Linked DNA regions of Pan troglodytes: region 1 is linked to region 2. A link is a contact called in public capture Hi-C data. All regions are on one chromosome and are shown on one strand. The core of a region is the stretch at or near the end of the contact, and the rest is flanking DNA. Distances in the headings are between cores, read along the strand shown.

Region 1 (3,975 bases), core at 513-3,012, 200 kb after region 2:
TTTGCCTGCTTACACAACTCCAGGACTTTGCATTCTTGAATCTCATTAGCTCCCACAACAACCCTGGGCATCATCCTCCCATTTCATAGGAGGAGGAACTGAGACTTGAAGAAGAAAAGTCACTGCTTAAGGTGACCCAGAGCCAGAGCCTGCCTGGCCCTGAAGAATAAGCCATTTAAAGACATTTGCAGGAAATCCTTATTCTGTTTTGAGATCCTTCTTCCCCCAATTTATCACTGGATAAATTTGGATTGTTGTTACATACTACAATTTCTTAGAGGAGGAGATACTTGCATTGTTTTAAAATTCTCTTAAAATGTATCTCTTTATGCATATGCCCACTAATATGCATCATTCTATATAAATACAAAAATCATCTGATCATATACATACTTTTCTAAACGTACTTTTTTTTGCTCCCTCTTTGCTTGGCTCTCTTTCTTTCTCCTTCTTCTCACTTCAGCATCGCTTCTCCTCAGATAACCCATGTAACAGTTGAGGGTGTAGCCTGCCAAATTTCCCTCCATTTCACCCAACCCTGCACAGACCCACGTGTACATAGACATATGGGGATGTCAGTGTTCCCTTTACAAAACGGCATCACATAAGACATGTTTTCCTGTGTCTCGCTTTTCTCACTCAATAATACTTCCTGGGAATTGCTCCAAGTCATCTGGTATGTATTTAATTCATTATTTTTGATGGCTGAAAAATATTCCCTGGTGTAGATATAAGGAAATGTTTTCTGATAGACATAATTATAGGATCACCAAAATGTGGGCCCTGCAGACTTACACAAAGCTCTGGCTTTGGAAGGACACTCAGCGGGCTGCTCCTGCTAGAAAGGGGGGAAGGTGTCCAGCCAGAGTAAAGGCAAAAGCAGAGAAAAATGAGCAGAAAAAAGTGATACATATTCAAAACTATGTATAAGCACACATCTGTGAACATTGTGTATTAGAAAAATCCCAGAGAGAATGGGGTCACCAAAATGCTCATCATGGTGGCCACCTCTGATGGGCAGGGCTGTAGGGAATTTTTACTTTCTTTTACATACGTTTCTGTATTTGAATTTTTATGGTTGTGTATTAGATATGCTACCGGGATAAACAATAAAGGTGTTTTCAGTTAAAAAATAAGGTCTTTTTGTATGACCTTTCACCCAAATCCTGAGGCTATTAGTGATGAATGAGAACTGGTCAGGAAGGTCAACAGCACACTGCAAAAGAGGGATCAGAATGGAAATAGCTGTGAGATGGACATTTGGAGTTATTGTGTATATGAGATATTGAGATTAAATTCATTTGTAATTCATGTAACTCCAAATATGGCTAACATGGTGGCAGGAAAGGAATTGTGGATGTTACACACAGTGTTAAGCAAGTGGTTTTATAATGCAGAATGTAGGTTCCTTCTAGAATGAGGCCATGTGAATTGTCACCACGATTAAACATGCCTGCAAAGTCCCCCTTCTGGACGAAGGTGGTATTTCTGCAGGCGACAGGTTTTCATCCAGCAGAGACCACAGGCTTGAGAACTGCAGGCGACAGGTTTTCATCCAGCAGAGAACAAGGCTTGAGAATTGCAGGTGACAGGTTTTTATCCAGCAGAGACCACAGGCTTGAGAACTGCAGGCAGGCAGGGGTGAGCTAGGGCATGACTTCAGAGAGCTCCTAGGCTGACACCCCTGCCATCGTCCCTCTACCCTAGACCCTATAGAGCATCCAGCTGTCCTCCCAAAGGGCAGCGTGAAGCACAAGGAGGTGATGGGTAACTGCTGGAGGCCACACAGTTGACCAGGTGACAGCGCTAGTATCCAGAGGCCTGGACCCCCTGCAACCCCTTCACTTCAGGAAGAGCCCCTTCCCCACAGATATCTCTTCCTCCCCCCTCCAGCCCTGGTGACAACAAGACAGGCTGCATTCCTGAGGCTGGAGGGAAAGATGCTTCAATTAAGAGCAGCTTTTTCTTCTGCAGGATGGAAAATTCTACAACTCAGGCCCAGGACTGTGGGGCAGGAAGCTTACAGCTGGGCCTTTGCCTTCCTTTCCTCCTAAGACAGGAAGGTGCCAGGTGGTGCTGAGAACTCTCTCTCGGCCAACATTGTGGGTTTAAGGGTAATGTGAGGGTGACTATTTTATTTTGTTTTGTTTATTTTGGGAGGTTTGCAGATGAGCAGTATCAGCAGACACAGTCCTTGTGGATGGGAGGTAGTACTGAGCCATGGAAAGGGCTTAGGCCTGGCCCTGACTTGCTCAGTGAGTCATTCTCTTTTCTGGGATAGTCTCCCAGCTGTCAAGTTCTCATCAGTACTGGTCCTAGCAGCCACATAGAGCAACTCCTACAGGATTGATTGTACTTGAGCTGGGCTTTCTCTAAAAGAGCAGCAAATAATGCCATAGCTCAAGAGGGAAGTTGCTATGAACAGAGTTGTATCTCCCCAAATTTATACATGGAAGCTGGAACCCCCAATGCCATGGTATTTGGAGATGGGGGACTTCAAGAGATAATTAGGTTTAGATAAGGTCATGAGGGTGGGGCCCTTATGATGGAATTAGTGCCCTTACACAAAGAGGAAGAGAAACCAGAGCTCTCTCTCTCTGCCACGTGAGGACACAGAGAGAAGGCGGCCATGTGCAGGACAGAAAGAGAGTCCTCCCAGAACTCCACCATGCTAGAACCCTGATCTCAGACTTCCAGCCTCCAAAGCTGTGAGAAATAGCTTTCTGTTGTTTAAGCCACCCACTCTCTGATATTTTGTTATGGCAGTCTGAGCAGAGGTCAGAATCTCTTCTGCCAAATTCCCAAGGAGTTGCTTGGTCTGGGGGAGCCAAATCCAGGGAGCTGCAGGTTGGACAAGTGTGGCTTTGAGAAGCTTGGGCTCCTGAGGGCCAGAGCCCATAGCCGAGGGCTCTGCCTAGGTCCAGCCTGGCTGCCGCTTCTGTGCAGACAAGGGCTACCTTTCCTTGTGCAGGGAAGGCTCTAGGGTGTGGTATGAGCAGGGCCAGCCCCAGGGAGAGGTGCAGATGTGGGAGGGTCCACGGTGGTTCTGGCCCTGTGAGCTATGTACTCAGCTTTCACTTACCCTTTGGCAAGCCTTGACCTTGGATTCCCCTTTCCACCCTCCCCTGGCTCCTTCTCAGCACCTTTCCTGCCTTCCAGAGCCTCAGGGCTCTTCCTGGCTTCCAGCTTGGTTACCAAGGGGTTTTAATTAGACAAATTGATGACTGTGACTATGTTGCCCAGGTAACTAAGACCCTTAATCTTCCAGAAATGTCTGAGTCTCCAGAAGGCTCTGATGAGAGAATGCAAAGCCCCTTATCTGGGGTACTGTGAGGCAGATGGACCATTGGATTACCCTAGCTTGTCTCTGGTCCCTACTCTGCCCACATGGATGGTGGGTTTTCACTATGACCGTGTAAACAGCAGGCTTCAAAACTGTGTTTCTTTGTCATTTTAGATTGAGGGAAGGGGAAGGCAAGGAAAGCCTCTGCTCTCTGGCACTGTTTGACTTTCTCAGTATCCTTCCAAGGAAGCATCCCTGGATCCAAAGACTAGATGCACCCTAGGTCATCTGGCCTACTCCCCTGCCTCTGATAGTAGGTGCACAATCCAGATAGCTTCAGAAGCATACAGCTGTCTCTTCCCTTCCTGCCTTCTAGGCCTCCTGAACAGGGTAATCTTGACCTTGAAGAAGAGACCTCATCACACCCTGCTCTCTTGCCCATGGTCCAGCTCAGTCCCTGCCCCATGCTGAGGGAGTGGCACTTCCTTGGGGAGAGGCTCAGTACATACACATTGCCGTACTCCATCTCGGTGATGGTGATGGTCTTGACATGCCAGACAAGTTCTCTCTTGGGGATAAACCGGTCTTCCCTGGCAAGGTGGCCCACACAGAGGGAGGCAATGTCCCCCAAGTAGATGCTGTCAAACTCAAACGTGTCTGTGGTCCCCCTGCAGGAAACAAAATTGTGGTCC
Region 2 (3,966 bases), core at 993-3,492:
CTTGCCCCCAGGAGGCGTTCAGTTTCTAACTTTTTCCAGTTAGAAACAAGGATTGCTGTGGAGTGCGCAGCCTGCCTGGGTGTCTCGTGGATTCATTGACCCAACCTCTGTTGACACTGGTTACCAAAGATAACAGAGAAAGCTGTGGCCTGGCCGGGGTAGTGGAGGAGCACACAGACAATTAGAATAGATGTGATAAGGGCTTAGGTGGCGATGACCACCGGGTGCTCTGGGATCATTTGGGCACCTGGAGGACTCCTTAGCTCAGCGGCCCCCCCAGTGTGGTCTCTGGACCCACAGCAGTAGCAGTCTCACCTGGGAACTTGCTAGAAATGTATATTTTCGGACCTTAACCGAGATGTATGGAATCAAAGTCTGGGGCTGTGCCCAGCAATCTGTTTTCATCAGCCTTCCTGGTAATTCTGATGCCTGCTCCAATTTCAGAATGACTGCACTGCCTTTTGTTACCAGATTCGTTGCACGTTATAGTCATCTATGGAGCTTTTGTCTAGGGTGCGCCCTGTACTGATTTAATCACAATGTCTAGGAGTGGGAGTCAGGCAGCAGGATTTTTACAAAGATTCCCAGGTAATTCCAGTGTGCATCAAAGTAGGGGAACCACCGCCCTAACCCAAACCTGGACAGTGGGGCACCAGAGAAAGCTTCGTGGAGGGGTGTCAGATAAGCAGAAACCTTAAATGCAGTTGGGACTTGATAGTGAACATACGTTGGAGGGGAATGTGAAGGGCTAGGGGGCCACTGGTGTCCATAGACATTTCTGAAGAGACTATAATCTAGTGTTAAGAAGCTGGACTACACGAGTTCAATGTTCCAATGAGCTATGATCATGTCCCTGTACTCTGGGCTGGGTGACAGAGCAAGACGCTGTCTCTAAAAATAAAGAAGCTGGGCTATGGGAATAAGTCACCTGGGTGCGAATCCTGCTCCGCCCTTACCAGCTGTGTGACCACAGACAAGTCACTTAACCTCTCTGTTCCTCTTCCACACGGGGTTTCCGTGAGGATTAAGCACATATAGAAGGCACTGGTGGGATGGGCGTTATAATCATAAATTGAGCTAAAGGCCCAGCACTAAACCAGAATGTTTTGGGGAGCTTAAGAGTCGCAAGAGATGGCACCAGCCAGATGAGAGGACAAAGCCACAAAAGGCTCTGGACCTAAAGGCACTGGGAAGCCATGGAAAGTGGCATGCATGGGGGAGCCACATGGAGATATGTGTGGATGTGCCAGAGAGCAACAAGGTGGAGGAGAGCAATCAGGGAGGGGCTCGTCCCCAAGAGACGGGGGAGATGTGACAGTGCCTGCCTGCCAGAGAGATGACTGAAGAGCTGAGATGGTGAAATAGGCAGGACTTGGAGACAGATTAGATTAGGTAGGAGTGGGAGAGGAGATGAAGAAATGTCCCTATTTCTGGGCTGGACGAATGAGGTGGTTGTGTCCTGATTTGGGGCACCCTTGCACACCCAGTTCCAGCACCAGGCTCTCTCTGTTCTGTAGACCGAGGCTGGGCCATAGGCATAGTGAGAGGAGCCTGCTGACTCACACTTCCCCCCACCCGACTTCCCAGGAACAATTTGAGTGTTTTGGAGTCATTCGTCATCCCTCGGTTGAAGACAGTGAAGGCCCATCCAGGCAGACTTACTTCTTGTTACTTGAATGTGTCATGCATGTTCCCACCTCCAGGACTTTGCCCACACCTCCGCCTTTCCTCCCTGTCTACCAGAACCCAGCTGTCCATCATCCCCTCCTCCACAACACAACCCTCCTTTAAGGCTCACCGCCTTGAGCCCTCCTGACCTCAGCGATTGTCCTGGAAGTGGGCAGCAGTCATGGATTGCTAGTCAATAGAATGTCAGTCCCTGCACCTGTGGCAACTGAAATATTAAGCTCCTGGAAGCTGAAAAGTGCCTCCCAGGTCTCTGCCCCTCCCAAGATGCCTGGCCTAGTGTTTTGTCAGACAGATGTAGGATGAGGGCCCTGATTGGACTGGGAGGAAAACACAATTCAATTACCAGCCAGGAAGGACTTGTTGAGAATTAGATTATCAGCCCCTGGGGGCTCGGTGGGAGAGAACAAAGGGTGGAAACTTCTCACAGGATTGCCCTCCCTGGGTCTCAGGGAATTGGGTATATCAGTTTCTGTAATGTGGTGCCTCTCCCATCCAGCAAGAGAGGTGGAGACAGCTGGGCTGAGCCCTCTTTGGCCTCTGCCAAATCCCCTCCAGTCAGCTTCTCCCGGTGCCTGGAGGTGGAGGTGAAAGATGACACCAGCACCCACAAGAGGCAGGACCATGGCCAGTGCTCTAGAAAAACCACTTGGCCCCTAAGGACTCCCTTACTGTGTGCCTATGGCCATGTTAGGTGCTGCACAGGACGTGCTAGAAATATTCAGATGGAAGCCTCAGAAATAATAGAAAGCCCCAGAAACAATGCCAGGGTAGAGGAAGTAAGAACTTGGACTTTGGACCCAGATAAACCCAGGTTTGGACCCTGAAATTGTTCACTGTCTAAGGCTCAGTGCAGGAGCCTGAACCTCTCTGAATCAGTTTCTTCATCTGCTAAATGGTCATAATAGCAGCTGTTATTCAAGTGATTAAAACTTTACACACACACATATATATTCAAAAGTATGATACAGTGCTAAGTGATACACGTGATGAAGTATTGTGAAGTCCTTGAGCATGGTGTCTGGCATAGAGCAAGCTCCCAGTATGTGGCAGCTATTACTACTGCTGTTGTTTCATTCTGGTTCTGAATAATTACCACAATTGCAGGAAGGGAGAGTGGTCCTGAATGGCCGGAGAAGGAGACAGGACTTTTAGGATGAGTTCAGAAAGAGAGGAAGGACCAACCAGCCAGAGGGAGCAAAATGTCCCGATTTCCAAAAAGTGAAGAACATGATTCCTGGGATGTAAGCTTAGTGACACTCAGTAGCATTCTAGAATTATTAAACAGGTGGTTTGGGAGCACTTTGCGAAGAGCTGTGCCCATCCTGGAATTAACTCATTAAAATCATGTCAAATCAAACTCCCAGGGACTTGCGTTATCAAATAATTTTGTTTTCTTTTTCTTTTTTTTCTTTCTTTTCTTCCTTTTTTTTTTTTTTTTTCTTTTTTTGAGATAGGATCTCACTCTGTCACACAGGCTGGAGTGCAGTGGCACAATCATGGCTCACTGCAGCGTTGCCTTCTTGAGCTCAAGCAATCCTCCAGTGTCAGCCTCCCAAGTAGCTGGAACCACAGGTGCACACCACTATGCCCGGCTAATTTTTTTCATGTGTGTGTGTGTGTGTGTGTGTGTATTTTGTGTAGAGGCAGGGTTTTGCTGTGTTGCCCAGGCTGGTCTCAAACTCCTGGGCTCAAGTGACCCACTTGTTCTCTCAATGTGTTGGGATTACAGGCATGAGCCACCGTGCTCAGCCAATAATTTTTTTTCATTCACGTCACATATTTATTGTCAGCATCATAGGAAATGCAAAGGGTATCATCACAAGGCACTGAACGAAGTCTCCCATGCTCTCTGTGTGGTCATGAGAAAGTGATGTGTGAACAGGGGGATGTCCCGTTAGGCGAAGTCCATGACAGTGGAAGCCACGGGGCTCTAATCCAGTCACTGGAGGGTCAGAGGAGCACCCTGACCCTCTCTCTGATGGGGAGGGATGGCACATTAGAGAACGTCAGTGGCTCTGGAGGCGCCAGCCATTTAAGAGTGAAAAGCAATAGCAGGACAACAGAGAAGTAACATCATACATGAAATTATTCTTTGTAATAATGGCAGTAATATACATTCATGGTAAGAAATTGGGAAAATACAGAAGATCATAAAGAAGTAACTAAAAGACACCTACAATTCTAACTGAATGGCATGATTTAATAACACGGCTGACAAGAATTACCGGCAGAGTGGAATTTAGGTAATATAGAAGATGGCAAGGGGTTCAGAATTGT

Evidence for each region. Capture Hi-C pulls out chosen DNA fragments and counts their contacts.
Region 1: a capture Hi-C map of stem cell-derived neural stem cells shows a contact between it and region 2, with 3 times the contacts expected there. The contact joins two enhancer-like sites. A contact is called at or near these places in 3 of 7 Hi-C or Micro-C datasets (blood, induced pluripotent stem cells and stem cell-derived neural progenitor cells) and 1 of 1 other capture datasets (stem cell-derived neural stem cells).

The regions. Positions count from the first base shown.
Region 1 is chr17:56,331,074-56,335,048 of NHGRI_mPanTro3-v2.0_pri, forward strand. LOXHD1 (lipoxygenase homology PLAT domains 1) reads right to left here. Exons shown (of 42, transcript XM_054672174.2): 40 at 3,793-3,951. Among named protein-coding and RNA genes, the nearest start is that of ARK2C, 150 kb to the left of the region's middle. Within about 2 kb of position 1,763, at least 4 of the 24 cell types and tissues checked have an H3K27ac peak or open chromatin away from gene starts, as enhancers often do. A contact at or near this core is called in stem cell-derived neural stem cells, where this site is marked.
Region 2 is chr17:56,133,724-56,137,689 of NHGRI_mPanTro3-v2.0_pri, forward strand. No RefSeq gene overlaps it. Among named protein-coding and RNA genes, the nearest start is that of ARK2C, 50 kb to the right of the region's middle. Within about 2 kb of position 2,243, at least 5 of the 24 cell types and tissues checked have an H3K27ac peak or open chromatin away from gene starts, as enhancers often do. A contact at or near this core is called in stem cell-derived neural stem cells, where this site is marked.